2 separate regions of the Zea mays genome follow, and region 1 is linked to region 2. A link is a contact called in public Hi-C data. All regions are on one chromosome and are shown on one strand. The core of a region is the stretch at or near the end of the contact, and the rest is flanking DNA. Distances in the headings are between cores, read along the strand shown.

What was found. Hi-C and Micro-C count contacts between places; a contact is called where the count stands out from the background.
Region 1: a Hi-C map of tassel shows a contact between it and region 2, with 2.3 times the contacts expected there. The contact joins the promoter of LOC103653937 here to the promoter of LOC103653935 in region 2. A contact is called at or near these places in 2 of 25 Hi-C or Micro-C datasets (ear and tassel).

The regions. Positions count from the first base shown.
Region 1 is chr4:162,804,128-162,810,638 of Zm-B73-REFERENCE-NAM-5.0, reverse strand. LOC103653937 (ubiquitin carboxyl-terminal hydrolase 21) reads right to left here and starts at 5,235. Exons shown (of 9, transcript XM_008680747.4): 1 at 4,806-5,235; 2 at 4,106-4,180; 3 at 3,890-4,010; 4 at 3,694-3,804; 5 at 3,301-3,473; 6 at 2,887-3,222; 7 at 2,466-2,585; 8 at 1,877-2,387; 9 at 850-1,566. The coding sequence starts at 4,856. The coding sequence ends at 1,289.
Region 2 is chr4:162,480,195-162,486,678 of Zm-B73-REFERENCE-NAM-5.0, reverse strand. It overlaps LOC103653935 (protein PHOTOPERIOD-INDEPENDENT EARLY FLOWERING 1), which reads left to right and starts at 1,346. Exons shown (of 21, transcript XM_035967370.1): 1 at 1,346-2,118.

The DNA of each region.
Region 1 (6,511 bases), core at 3,986-6,485, 320 kb before region 2:
TCCAAGTTGACCACGAACCGAGCGAGCCGTGATCATTTCATACAGCCCTGATCTCCGCTCTAGTCGCAGCCTTCGAGACATTGTTGGCCTTCCGTTTCCGTATGACCTATGGGACGATGTGATGGAGGAGATGCTGGAGTGTTAAGATGAGGCGCCTGATCGTGTTGTGGTCGCACTGTCTGCGGATGACATCATTCGTAGAGCTTGGTGACCCAGTCTGTTTCCATTTCTGGGAAACTAGATGGAGGTGTTCATTGGTTACACACGTTAACCACATTTTGATCAGTACAGACGATTCAGTGATTCGTTCACGAACGTTTGCTGTGCTGACGTATACTACATGCGAAATGTCTCTTCAGTTCGGTGCATCTGGTGCGTTGCGTGTGGTCTGGTGGAGGGATTTTGCGTTTGTTCGGACGCGACACGGGACGGGATGCGAATGGCCCGTCGTTCATTCTCGAAGTAGTGCGGTGGTTGGTGACGCTGACGCATATGTTCGCTCGCCTCTTTGTGGGACCCCTCTTGAGCCGTGCCCGTGGAATGGCGTGGACGAAGACGACGTGTCATGATACCGTCGACCTCATGCTTGGTTGATCTCGGTGACGCTCCGAAGGCAAGAATAACTTTATAGGGATAAGTTTATAAGTGTTTGGCAAGATCATATGATTCTCACCACCATCGCCGTTAAAAAAGCAGAAGTAAACAGTGCCTAAGTGTTATTACGAGCCTTGTGTCTGAATACGTTGAAATTTAGCCGAGCGCATGCCGGGAGAATGCAATTTAGCATCGCCTACTGCTATTGCGTTAGTGTTATTACGAGCCTTGTAAGGGAATGGGAAAAACAAACAGTTTAACATGAGCGCTAAAATATTTGGGTTTTTAAATATGTACCTTTAGGCTTTAGTTCCGCACCACTACACAATTTTACTCTCAAATAGTAATGGATGAGACATTTCTACTGCTAGCGAAAAACAAAACGGAGCAGTGGTGCTAAACTAGGAACAAAACTGAGTGGTGCTAAACTAGGGACACAAATATAAAATTACCTAAAATATTCTCGGTCGCAGACTGTGGAGAGCAAGTTAATTGCAGCATTCAGCCATGCAGACTTCTAGTGGTTACGCAGAGCAAAGGCCAAGGGCCGAGGACGGCCCTAACGTAGCTCCGCCTATGACCCACATGCTTGCTGTGCCCTTAATCCATGCCGGCTTACCCTCATCAGCGTGAGCCACCTCCACGGCGTATTCACCACCCACGCTCACCGGGTTTTTTTTTCTAGACCATTTTATCAATTTTTCACGTTTACATAGTATTGAAGAACCGGCTTTCTTTTCTTTTTGTCCAGAGGGTCACTTGCAGGGTATCTGCTAGACTCGTGCTTTGCAGTTTGCTGTGCTATGCAGTCCATTAAACCTTTTCTTCGTGTCGATGTCATGCCCCTCATCAAACGTACTGCGTTCTGATCAATGCAAGGACCCTTCTCAGCTTTAGATGCAGATGCAGCCTTAGCTTTCTTGGCCTTCGGTGTAAGTTTCAAATTTGGAAATAAAGTTTCATCTTCCTCACCTATGAATGAAACAAGGAGAGACATCAGCCCTTAAAAAGATGAATGAGTAGTGTTTTACACAGCATGTAACATTCAACTGCGTGAAAAAAACATTAAACAGATCAAAGAGTAGTATAGTAGAAGTCTGATGTCTAGATCTGAAAGGATGAGGTGATTAGAATGATATTTAAGGATTAGGGTAGGTATTAATCATAAAGTAGAGTTAACTGCATAATAAATTTGAGTGGGAATTCAAAAAGGGAAATAAGGTAGATGCATTATGAAAACAAAACCAGATGTTCATAAATATGGTTGAAAATGCATCCTTACCAAAGTCCTCAAACTCAAACACACTAAACTCGTTATCAAAGGCAAGTCGTTTGGAGCGCGGTGGGGTAGAGGGCTTATCCAGATTGGTAGTTTCTACACAGCGGAGACATGTAGCCACATCATTTTGGAGAGAAGCCCTGGGTGGATTGTTTTCATCGATTGTATTATTGCTGTTGGAAGCGCCAAGGGAACTTCTCGTAGATGGCTCCTCAGGAAGGAATGATGGTTTGTACCGACCCATTTCATCTTTCTCCGTCTCCTCTAATTGGCTGGCTTCATTTTTCTCTAACTTATCACCAGAACTACTGCCACTGCCTCCTGCAAAAGACGTTGAACAGTTTGCATCTATATTTTCCAAAACTGACACAGGAGATGAGCCACAGGTATTTTCAGCTTGCAGGGCATCCTTGCCTTCTAGCAAACTCGAGAACCATGGAAATTTGCCCTGCCTAACATAGAACAAAATATATGCTTCCTGGTTTAATGCACTTGAATCAGTACAAGAATCAACCTGCAAAACGAGTTGCCTATTACAATGGTGAAAAGATTCATATCAGCAAAGCATTAGCAACTGACTGGTGGCACATACTTTGGAGTCATTCATGAAGTACCATGTGCTTGGTGAAGAACGAATGGTGCAGGTATAATGGCCATAGTTGGGTAATCCAGAATGCTCAACAACACCATAAAGATCATATTTCAGTCCCCCCTGCTTGTGGAGGTATAAGAACATTAAAAATCTCCTATATAATGCATTGTTCGGTTGTTCCAGACAATATGAATTGGACAGGATTGAGAAGGATTAGGAGAAATTTTGATTTCCTATAGCTTTAAACCGACTCAATCACTTCCAATCCACATGAATTGAGATTTAAACGAACAGGCCCTAAGTGGAAATAATACTGTTTGTGCAGAAAGACTGGAATCCAAATCCTTAGCCTAGATATTCCTATAGCAGCATGTCTTCCAAACAGGCATTTAGCAAGTTACTATTGTAAGGAAAAACTCACCACTGTGTCTGGATTGCTATGAAATGGCTTCAAATCAACCTCCAGAGGGTACACCACATGTTTGTCAATCTTTTCAACAGAATTGTCAAGGGTTGTAAAACGCTTGAGATGAAATGCAATAACATCTGGTGCTCTATGAAGTGTAAGCTGCTTGTTCTTAGAAACTTGAGCATTGCAACTTTCGCAGGTGAGCTTGTTTTCAGAGTCCCCAATCTGTTCTACCTTGGTAAAAGATTGCAAAGCATCTACCAGATGATCAACCTGATCAATCTCCAAGCTTAGATCCAGGAAGGGCTCAAACGTCTCTGAGCTGTGACCACACTCGCAGCAAGATAACTAGAGATATAAAGAGTAGCATTAGTTGTGATTCTATTACCAAGAGAACAAACAGGTGATGAAGAAACTAAACATTACATGGCTTTTCAGTTGTCCTCCAAAAATCTCGTTGACTATACTTTCTTCGTCAAAGGATGAGCCCTTGCCCTTTGACATGGGATCAAGAGTACACTTGTGCAAGTTATCAAGCAAGCAACGTAGAAATTCATGTGCATCTTCTTGCTGTCCTGGCCAAAAATCCGAAGATAACTCTAGAAAATATTGTTAAGAAATCTCATGTCACATTGGACTATAGCAGGCTGGCAACAATTGAGAAGGATGCAGTAGCACAATAATTAAGTGAAGAGTAAGGTGAACTGAATGCCAAAAGGGGGTGGAAGGACATGAATTAACAGGAAAACATATATGCAAACAGCAGTTATAATGTTGAAAATTGAACAGACTCAGCAAAAGTTCAACATGAAAGGATACTTCTTAAATTATCTCTGAACTTTGCTGGTGCTATAACAGATCCAGACCTTTGAATTGATTCATCAACATGTTCTTTAAGGGCACAGAAAGAACAAAACCCATCCTTATTATCTGCAGGTTAACGGCAGTCCAGATCATCAGAATGTGTGAAAAAAACATATTTCGAACAATGATTAGTTGTACGAATTATCCATACATGAGCATGGGGTGGAATGATCAGTTGAGCGAAGCTTGAGAAAAAGCGGTACAGTGTGAGTGATGCACTGAAGAGTTGCGTTCAGGAAGCATGTGTTCCCCATATTGCTAAGACCAGCTCCCTGCACATGGGTGAATTTTACAACATGATAGACTTGTGATCACTCCTTAAGGATGTCTACAATGTATAGAACTTAGCACAGAAGATATTACATACCACAGATTTAGGCTGACTTCTGTAAGAAAAGGACAAAGGAGAATGCATATCTTCAGCATCACAAGTTTCGTCGATCTATTGAACAAAGACAAGCAATAAAAATGACTTGATGTAAGGAAGATTCAGACAAATAATGTTAATATGTTTTGAGCAGCACCCCTCTAACAGAAGTGATCATGTTAATATATCTTCATAATGGTAGAAAATTTCAGCTATTGTTTTCTAGTATACACATTCCCCGTTCACAGCAAATCGTGCAAAGCGGTTCAGAGCGAACGCAGATCAGAACTATAACCATTCTAATTTTGCTTTGACATAGGTTGACCGTTGCATTAATAATTGAAAAAAAACGAATCGAACAAAGAAAACGACAACCGCATTACTACCCTCTTTCTATATTAGAAGTGTTAGTAGCGATCGCTCCTGCAGCTAGCAGCAACTGAGGCGCCGGTCACGAATTAACGGGTCCACCAGCATAAACTCCTCAGGACCCGAATTAACGAGATCCGAGCTAAAACCACTGCAAATCCCTGACGCAAGTATCATACTGCAAGTCAATCGCCCGAGAAAAACCACACCCTTTGGTAAACCCTGAGGCTCCACGCCTGATGCCCAAGCGTACCTCGCAAGCTTCCGCATCAAGCGGGGTCTGAAACTCGGAGAATTCAACCCAACCCAAGCAAAAGGTAACGGGTCTTACCGGAACGGAGTCGAGCGGGCTCTGCCCCGCGGCGTCGTCCTGCTCCGCCATGGAGATGGAGGCGGGCGCCGATTAGGGTTTCGCGCCCACGGAATAGGTGCCGGTTGGTGTGGGCGGAAATTTCTGGGATTCCGGGGGAGAGGAAGGTTGGTTTGGGCGGCAGGCAGGCAAGCAAAATAGAAGGCGATTTGTTAGTTGGGCGGAGGCAAAGGCAAGGGAAATTTTTTGGGGATGGCGGAAAATTTCGCGTTTGAAACGAAGGCGGGCGCGCGGCGCGTTTCGATTAACCGATGACACTGCCGCGCCGGAGGGAGATGGTATCGACTACAAAATGGGACGAAGGCGGCAACCCGCAATGTAGTGGATTTCGCGTTTCCCGCTCGCGGCCGTGGGGTCGTGGCTACTTGCGCGCGCGATCTTTTTGCCACGGAGCCTGTGCGTGGAAGTGGAAGTGTGGAACAGGATTGAAGTGTGGAACAGGATTGTGGCTAGAGATGGCAATGGGGACCCGATCCCCGATTCCCCGCGGGGAATTCCTCTATTAGGGGATGGGGATGGGGAAGTTTCTTCCCCCACGGGGATGTAAATGGGGAAAAGTTCTCCCCCGATGGGTAAACGGGGACGGGGATGGGGAAGCATTCCCCATCCCCGTTCCCCGCGGGGACCCGTTAAACTTACATGTGACAATGTTTTCATGTAATAGTTAATGATAAAAGTAAAGAATTACCTTGTTAAGAGATCACCCGTTGTACAAATACATTGATTTTAATGTGCACATAATGAATTTTACATCTAACAATGTGTATAAGTGACAATATTTTACATTAATAACAAATGAAGTACGATTTAATTATAATTTAAGCGGGGATGGGGATCCCCGACGGGGATTTATCCCCGTGGGGAACGGGGATGGGGAAGAAATGTCCCCCGTAAGCGTTCGTGGGGATCCCCGCGGGGAAATTTTTTTGTCGCGGGGACGGGTTTGGGGAGCTAAAACCCGACGGGGAATTCCCCGTTGCCATCCCTAATTGTGGCCTTGTGGAGTTGTGGGTCAAAGTCAGACCCTGCAGGCCGCTATTTAACTTCATATATCGGTTATCTCTAAAAAAATTATATATCTCACTTTTATGTCACGTCATCAAAATTATACTCTCTTTTATTCTACTTTCCTTCTCTAAATTTTGTCATATACCTCACTATATCTATAAAATATTATTTTACATTACTATTCATCACCTTTTACCAATTTTTCCTTCTACTCAAAATCACTATCGTGCACTACGTTCGAGGGCAGGGGGCCGGCGGCCGCTCCCCAAAATCTGGTGTAGCACTGTGCAATCCTCTTTGATTGTAGCCAGTAGGGGAGGTTTTAGGCGCAAGCGCTGCAGCACTTGGCGGGCAAATGTAGCCCCTACAGGAGCTATTGTGTAAGGCTGGCCGCAACGGTCTCCGCGCGCCAGCCTGAAAGTCGCCTAGAGAGGGGGTGAATAGAGCGAATCTGAAATTTACAAAATTTAAGCACAACTACAAGTCGGGGTTAGCTTTAGAAATATAAACGAGTCCGAAAGAAAGGGTGAAAAACAAATCACAAGCAAATAAGGTGGATGACACGGTGATTTGTTTTACCGAGGTTCGGTTCTTGCAAACCTACTCCCTGTTCAGGTGGTCACAAAAGACCGGGTCTCTTTCAACCCTTTCCCTCTCTC
Region 2 (6,484 bases), core at 97-2,596:
AAAATACTCACGGCAATATCACTGCCCACACAAAGCAGACATATAGCTATGGTGTTTTTTGTTTGATGTCATCATATGAGTGGTCACTATCAATAGGAGTCCAGTACACTGTTTATTGGTAATTCATCTAGACTTTGTATAATACTTTGTATGATAACTCAGAGTTGCGATGCATCAGCCTTAAAGAATATTACCAAACATATGGGTGACTTTGATAGATAATCATCAAATAGACCAAAATGGACTCAGTGATCCGTTCGCTAAATCTGTTTAGTACACTATATGATTCCAAAGCAACTGTGTGACCCACCAATATATGCAAATTAATATCCTGTGTTTCTTAACCTATGGCAATCTTTTCCCTTTTTTAACTATCAAATATATGTATGTTATTCCATGTCAGTTTAGTGATGTACGACTGAAATAGGTTATGACAAAATACGCCATATAATAAGAAAGACAGTTTCATGCTGACACTTATTTTTTTGAAAGGTTACTTGACACTTCTTAGCCCTGAAAATAGAAAAGGTTATTTTCCGTAATCACCTACACATGTTGTATGGCCTTTTTGACAATGTTGTATGGCAATACCATAAAATAAGAAAGGCAAAGTATGCCATACAATAATAGTTTGAAAAACATTGCCAAAAAGGCCCCCAAAAAAGATTTCTTCACTTTTATTTTATACAGACAATATTACTTAACAATTCTTATCCACTTATTTACAGGTTGATGAACAGGTTTCAGCTGAGCTCAATGAAGACAGCCTCGCATCACCTCCTAAGAAGTATGTATCTACAAAAAAATTGAAGCCAAATCATAAACACTATTTAAATTCTGCAGGTATCAATCCTGATTTATACTAACGCTAACAAACATGTAGGATCAAGAGTACACAGCTAGGTTCTACATACCCTGACAACCTTAATCATTAGATCATCAACGATCTGATGATGTTCTCATGAAGGTATTACATCATCTACTCTCCTGTTGTATACATAATTTCTAATCAATATAATCAAAGTATTCTTCTCCTAGCCATACAAAAAAGACACAACAACTTAAAGACTCTTTAACAGCTTAAAGACTCTTTAACAACTGACGCTAACCTTTTTTTTTGCACAGGTACTATGACGAGAATAGTCACTTTTGGGCGAATCATGACTTTTGGAGCATGAATGCTTTTGTGTATATATAACCAAACTGCTAAAACTTTAGCGGCGTTGTATATATTTAACATATCTCTAGTCATCGAACCGCTAATGATGTAATATATAAGTTTGTACAAACCTACGAACAAGTCGGTTGACTATGCAACTACCATACCTGCTATAATTATCACCTCTGCACAATGTGCAACTCTTTTATACATTGATCCTGGTTTCCTTTGTCTTTACTCTTATATCCTAATTTACTTACTGTCAATCATATAATCATCAGATATTATACAATAACGCTAAACGGTTTGCCATGCGCGCATGTGCGCGCTTCATACACTAGTGTAAATGTAAATACGAGCAACTAATTCACCTATTCGGGTCCAAAAGATCTTGTGCTTTGCTTCCTGGGCCTCTGGTCCTCTTGACGCAGCCCATGTGGCACTGTTTCACTTCCGGCACGCCTGTGCTCCATCCGAGAATCGCCAACAAGCTGGTCCGGTCCATTAGCCCCAGGTAATACCCGGCCCATCCTTCCTGGTCCTCACTCCTCAGCCAATCTCCCATCCTCCCCGATGCGTCCTGCGACTCTGTCCCCCGAGGCCCCGGCGCTCGTCCGCCCGTCGCGTCGCTTCGATGCCCCCCTCGCAGTCGCGACTCACCTCCTCCTCCGTGTTCCCCATTCATCCTAAAAGGCCTAAACCCTAGCCTCCTTGCTCCCGCGCTCCGGCCGCTGGCGCCGGTGCAACCACGCGCCGCCGCCAGTGCATCTCGTCCAGGGCTGCACGTCCACCTGTAGTGGGTTGTGCGGCCCCAACGCGAGTTCGGCGCCGACCACCACCGAACCGAAGTGATCTGCCCGTCCCAACGCGCGGCAGCGCCGCCGGACGGTGCCCGCCACTTCGGCAGTGCGTGCTGCCTCCGGTATAGCGGCTGCCAGATCCCGCCGCGGGACCTGCAGGTTGGTACTTTGACTGGTACATAGTTTAATGCTTTAATTTCAACCTAGCTGGACTCTTAGACTGCCATACTTAGCTCCATTTCTGGGACCACCACTGCTGGACGTCATGACGTGGAGTGGAGATCTGATCCATCGGACTTGAGATGCTTCTTGTTTGGGCTATAGGGCCCCTAACTTGCTTGGTCGGATTTCCAATTTTGCTTTGAATAGTCACTTTCCCTTCCTTATGGCAATCCTTGAAATCTTTTTTCTTCTTCCCAGCCCGTCCAGACTGCTTGTGCAGTGCACGTGATTTGCTTTATTTCCCAAGCCTTTGGGCAAGTGAACCTCCACAACCCACGTGATGTCAGCTGCTGGCTGTAGACTGGAGCTCCTCCCCGTGGCTGTTTATCTCTGCTGCTCTACCTTGGGGTTCTATTATCCATTCCAGATGGGTTTGCATATGGGGATTGAAGTTTGCAATGTTTGGGTTTTGAGGTCCCCTTGTGTGTGATTGCAATGCTGTAGGCATTTGGAGTTTGAACAATGCTAATGTGGCTACAATGCATGATTTTAGGCGAACATAACATCAGTACATTTGACTAGTTCTGTCACAACAACAAAACCTTTTAGTCCCAAGCAAGTTGGGCTAGGCTAGAGTTGAAACGCAACAGAAACTACAAGTCAAGGTTCAGACATATAGATAGCTGTTTTCCATGCACTTCTATTGAAGGCTAAATCTTTGGGTATATTCTATTATTTTAAATCTTGTTTTACTGTCTCTTCACATGTCACCATTGTATCTCTTCCCATTGCTATCGTGCCTTACAATCCCACTACATACTACTGTCTTTGAAGGTCTATATTGGACATGTCTAAACTATCTCAATCGGTGTTAGACAAGCTTTTCTTCAATTGGTGATACCCTTAACTTATCGCATATCTCATTGTTCATGACTCGACCCCGTCTTGTATGGCTACACATCCAACATAATATACACATTTCCGCAACACTTACGTGTTGAACATGATGTCTTTTTGTAGGCCAACATTCTGCATTATACAACATAGCAAGTCTAATCACCGTACTATAAAATTTGCCTTTTAGCTTCTGTGGTACCCTCTTGTTACACAGAATGCCAGATGCTTGACACTACCATCCACACTGCTTCGATTCTATGGCTAACATCTTCATCAATATCCCTGTCTCTCTTTGTAGCATTGATCTTAAATAGTAAATACTGAAAGGTATCCTTTCTAGGCACTACTTGACCTTCTAAATTAATGTCTCCTTCCTCATGTGTAGTTGTCAAGGTTATTAAAGCGATAAAACGCTGAAGCGCTCATGAGAACTTTTTAACTTTAAAATGTTTAAGCGAGCTTTAAAACGTCTTTTTAAACAACATGGACAAAATATGAATATAACATAATTTCACATAATAATGTAACATGTCCATAACCACACTACCACAAATCCACAATAACACAAGTTCAAGTGTTCAACCAGGGCCGGGCCAGAGAAATTTGAGGCCCTGTGCCAAATCTAAAGCAGTGTAATGTATGTTTTTATTAAAAATCAGTAATAACAATCGGCAAGTTACAGTAATATATATTGCAATAGAATATCTAAAGAAACATTTCTATTTTATTTGAATAACATCGTTCTTTTGGTGGGTTTTAAAGAAAATATTGTACAATATGCTTATATTCGATCTTATCCAAAGCTTCACTCTGCTATTGTGGCTAAACAAGGTTCAGCTAGGCGCTAGGCGGAATCTAGGCGGTGACCCATTGCCTAGCGCCTAGTCGGGAGTACTCGGTCTTAGGCGCTTCTAGGCGCTTTTCTAGGCGTTTTGGCAATATAGCCATAAATTATATATATTATGTATATAACTATATATACGTATATAACTACTATATATGACTATATGAGTCACAGACTCACAGTAAGTATAAAAAGAAGGCCAGTAGACATATCTGATTCCTAGCTGAGCTTACTCTTGCTGTCTTGCATGTTCCTAGCTCCTGCAAGGCTGCAACACATTTTGACAGCTAGTAGTTAGTAAATTAGTCAATAGACAGCTAGCTGTTCCTGTTCATAAAAAATAGAAAACACTAAATTGTGACTTATCTGGATGATTTCAGCAGCCTCCCATTCATGAGCAGTTGAGCACACTGCACACCATATCAGCAGCTGGTAATTACAACACAAGTGGATAGGACAGTAATACAAGTGCAGAACACAATTTATAAATAAAGGACAACACAAGCACATAGTTCTTAGTTCAGGTCTCACACAAAAGAAGACACACAGACACAAAGTGACACAGCTGCAGTTCATAAGACCAGGGCATCACAAAAGGCTTCACTACTACATGGAGATGGTCCAGATCATATTTCATCTTCACTGTAGCACAAATCTTCATCTTCATACTCTTCTTCTTCAGACTCAAACTCTTCTCCTTCATAGAGCTCTCTCACTCTTGCACTTCTACGAGGCTCAAGCTGTTCTTCTGCCCCCACTGCCTCTCCAATAACAGACCAAGGTATCCCTGTACCTTCCATCTCATCTTCCTCCTCATCTCTAAAGACAACTTGTGCACAATCATCTCCACCGTCTTGGAGAAAACCTTGAGCTTCAGTTGTATCACTAGACAAGAGAACATCAGTGATTTTCTTTGACTTAATCTTTTCTCTGTTATTCATCAGCCTGTTATTGAACTGAATATAGACCAACTTGTTGAGGCGGGTTGTAGTCAGCCTATTTCTCTTCTTAGTGTGTATCTTTCCAACATGGGCAAGATGTTCCTTCAACCTATAAATCCCTCCCCTCATCTCCTTGTCACAGAACTTACACTTCACCTTGTCTTTGTTGTTAGCATCAACAAGAACACCATATTCCCATCCAACATCATCTGAATTTCTTTTTAGGAGATTCGCTCTAGCTGCTTCAGTTTCAGAAGGTGTAGCTGCATTTTCTGATGACATCCTTAAACCTTAATCCTTTGATTTCTTTCACTTGTACACTGCACAGGGGAGGAAAGCAGTTTCAGCAGGGGAGGAAAGCAGGGGAGGAAAGCAGGAAAGCAGGAAAGCAGGGGAGGAAAGCAGGGGAGGGGGATGAGCAGGGAGGGGAGCAGCCGACGGGGGAGGAGAACTCACCGGCGGGGGAGCAGGGCGCCGGCGGCGGAGCCGGGCGGTGGAGCAGGGAGCCGGGCGGTGGAGCAGGGGGCAGGGAGACTGCGCTAAAACTGCCCTGCGCGCTAAAACTCACGCGCGCTAAAAACTAACGCGCGCTGCGCGCGCTAAAACGCGCGCTCTCCCGCCTGCGCGCCCGCATGCGCGCCCGCGCGCCCGTCCTGCGCGCCCGTCCTGCGACGCCCGCCTGCGCGCCCGCTTAGGCGCTGCGCGCCGCCCACTCGCCGCCTAGGCGCGGCTGAGCGCCGCCTAGGCGCCGCGGCCGCCTAGAAGACGCACAGGGCGCTAGTCTACGCGGCAGGCTGCCGACTAGCGCCTAGGCGGGCCTAATCGCCGCCTAGGCGGCGCCTAGCTGAACACAGTGGCTAAATAATACGTCTTTTTTTTATCATAGTAGAACACAAATATGAATTTAGTAGCTTTAATTTAGAGAACTTTGTTCACGCGGACAGATATGTTAAGATTCTATGAAGATTTATTCTTTAGTGCAGCGCTCGGTAGTTTCGTTTCAGCGCAGAGGTATGGTAGAAAGAAAAATATGTGCTACATATTAACATGTGTAGAAGATCATAAAACTAGAATATATACATCTGCTAAATTTTGGGGCCCTCAATTTTTGAGGCCCTGTGCGAGCGCACGGCTTGCACATGCCCTAGGCCCGGCCCTGTGTTCAACTAATAGCAACTAGCAAGTAAACACTCACAAACAAAGTGGAATGAAATGTGCAATAGTCCACAAGCACAAGCATAACACAAAAACAACTAAAGTGAAATGCAATGTCCACAACCACAAAGGCACAAACATAGCACAAAAGCAACTAAAGTAGAATACAATGTCCACAATTGCAAGCACACAAGCGTTATTCAATCTCCCTCTATCATATCTCAATAACCATCATCCAAATCATCTATACCACCATCATTCTTGACTTTGTCTTGCTCATCATCATAGCCAACACTATTGTTTGTTGCTTCATCATCATAACCAAAATCAGAGGAGAATGTGAGCAGATCAATCGGGAAGGGGAGAAGGATGAGAGCAGGGGCAGGGGAAGCAAAGGGAGGCAGTGGCGAGCGTGAACGGCAAAGGGACAACGAGCAGAGACAACAAGCTAGAGCACTGGAGTGGCGAGCACGAGCGCTGAGCAGGGCTGTTAGCCAGATACGGAGCGATGGTGGCGAGCGCCGAG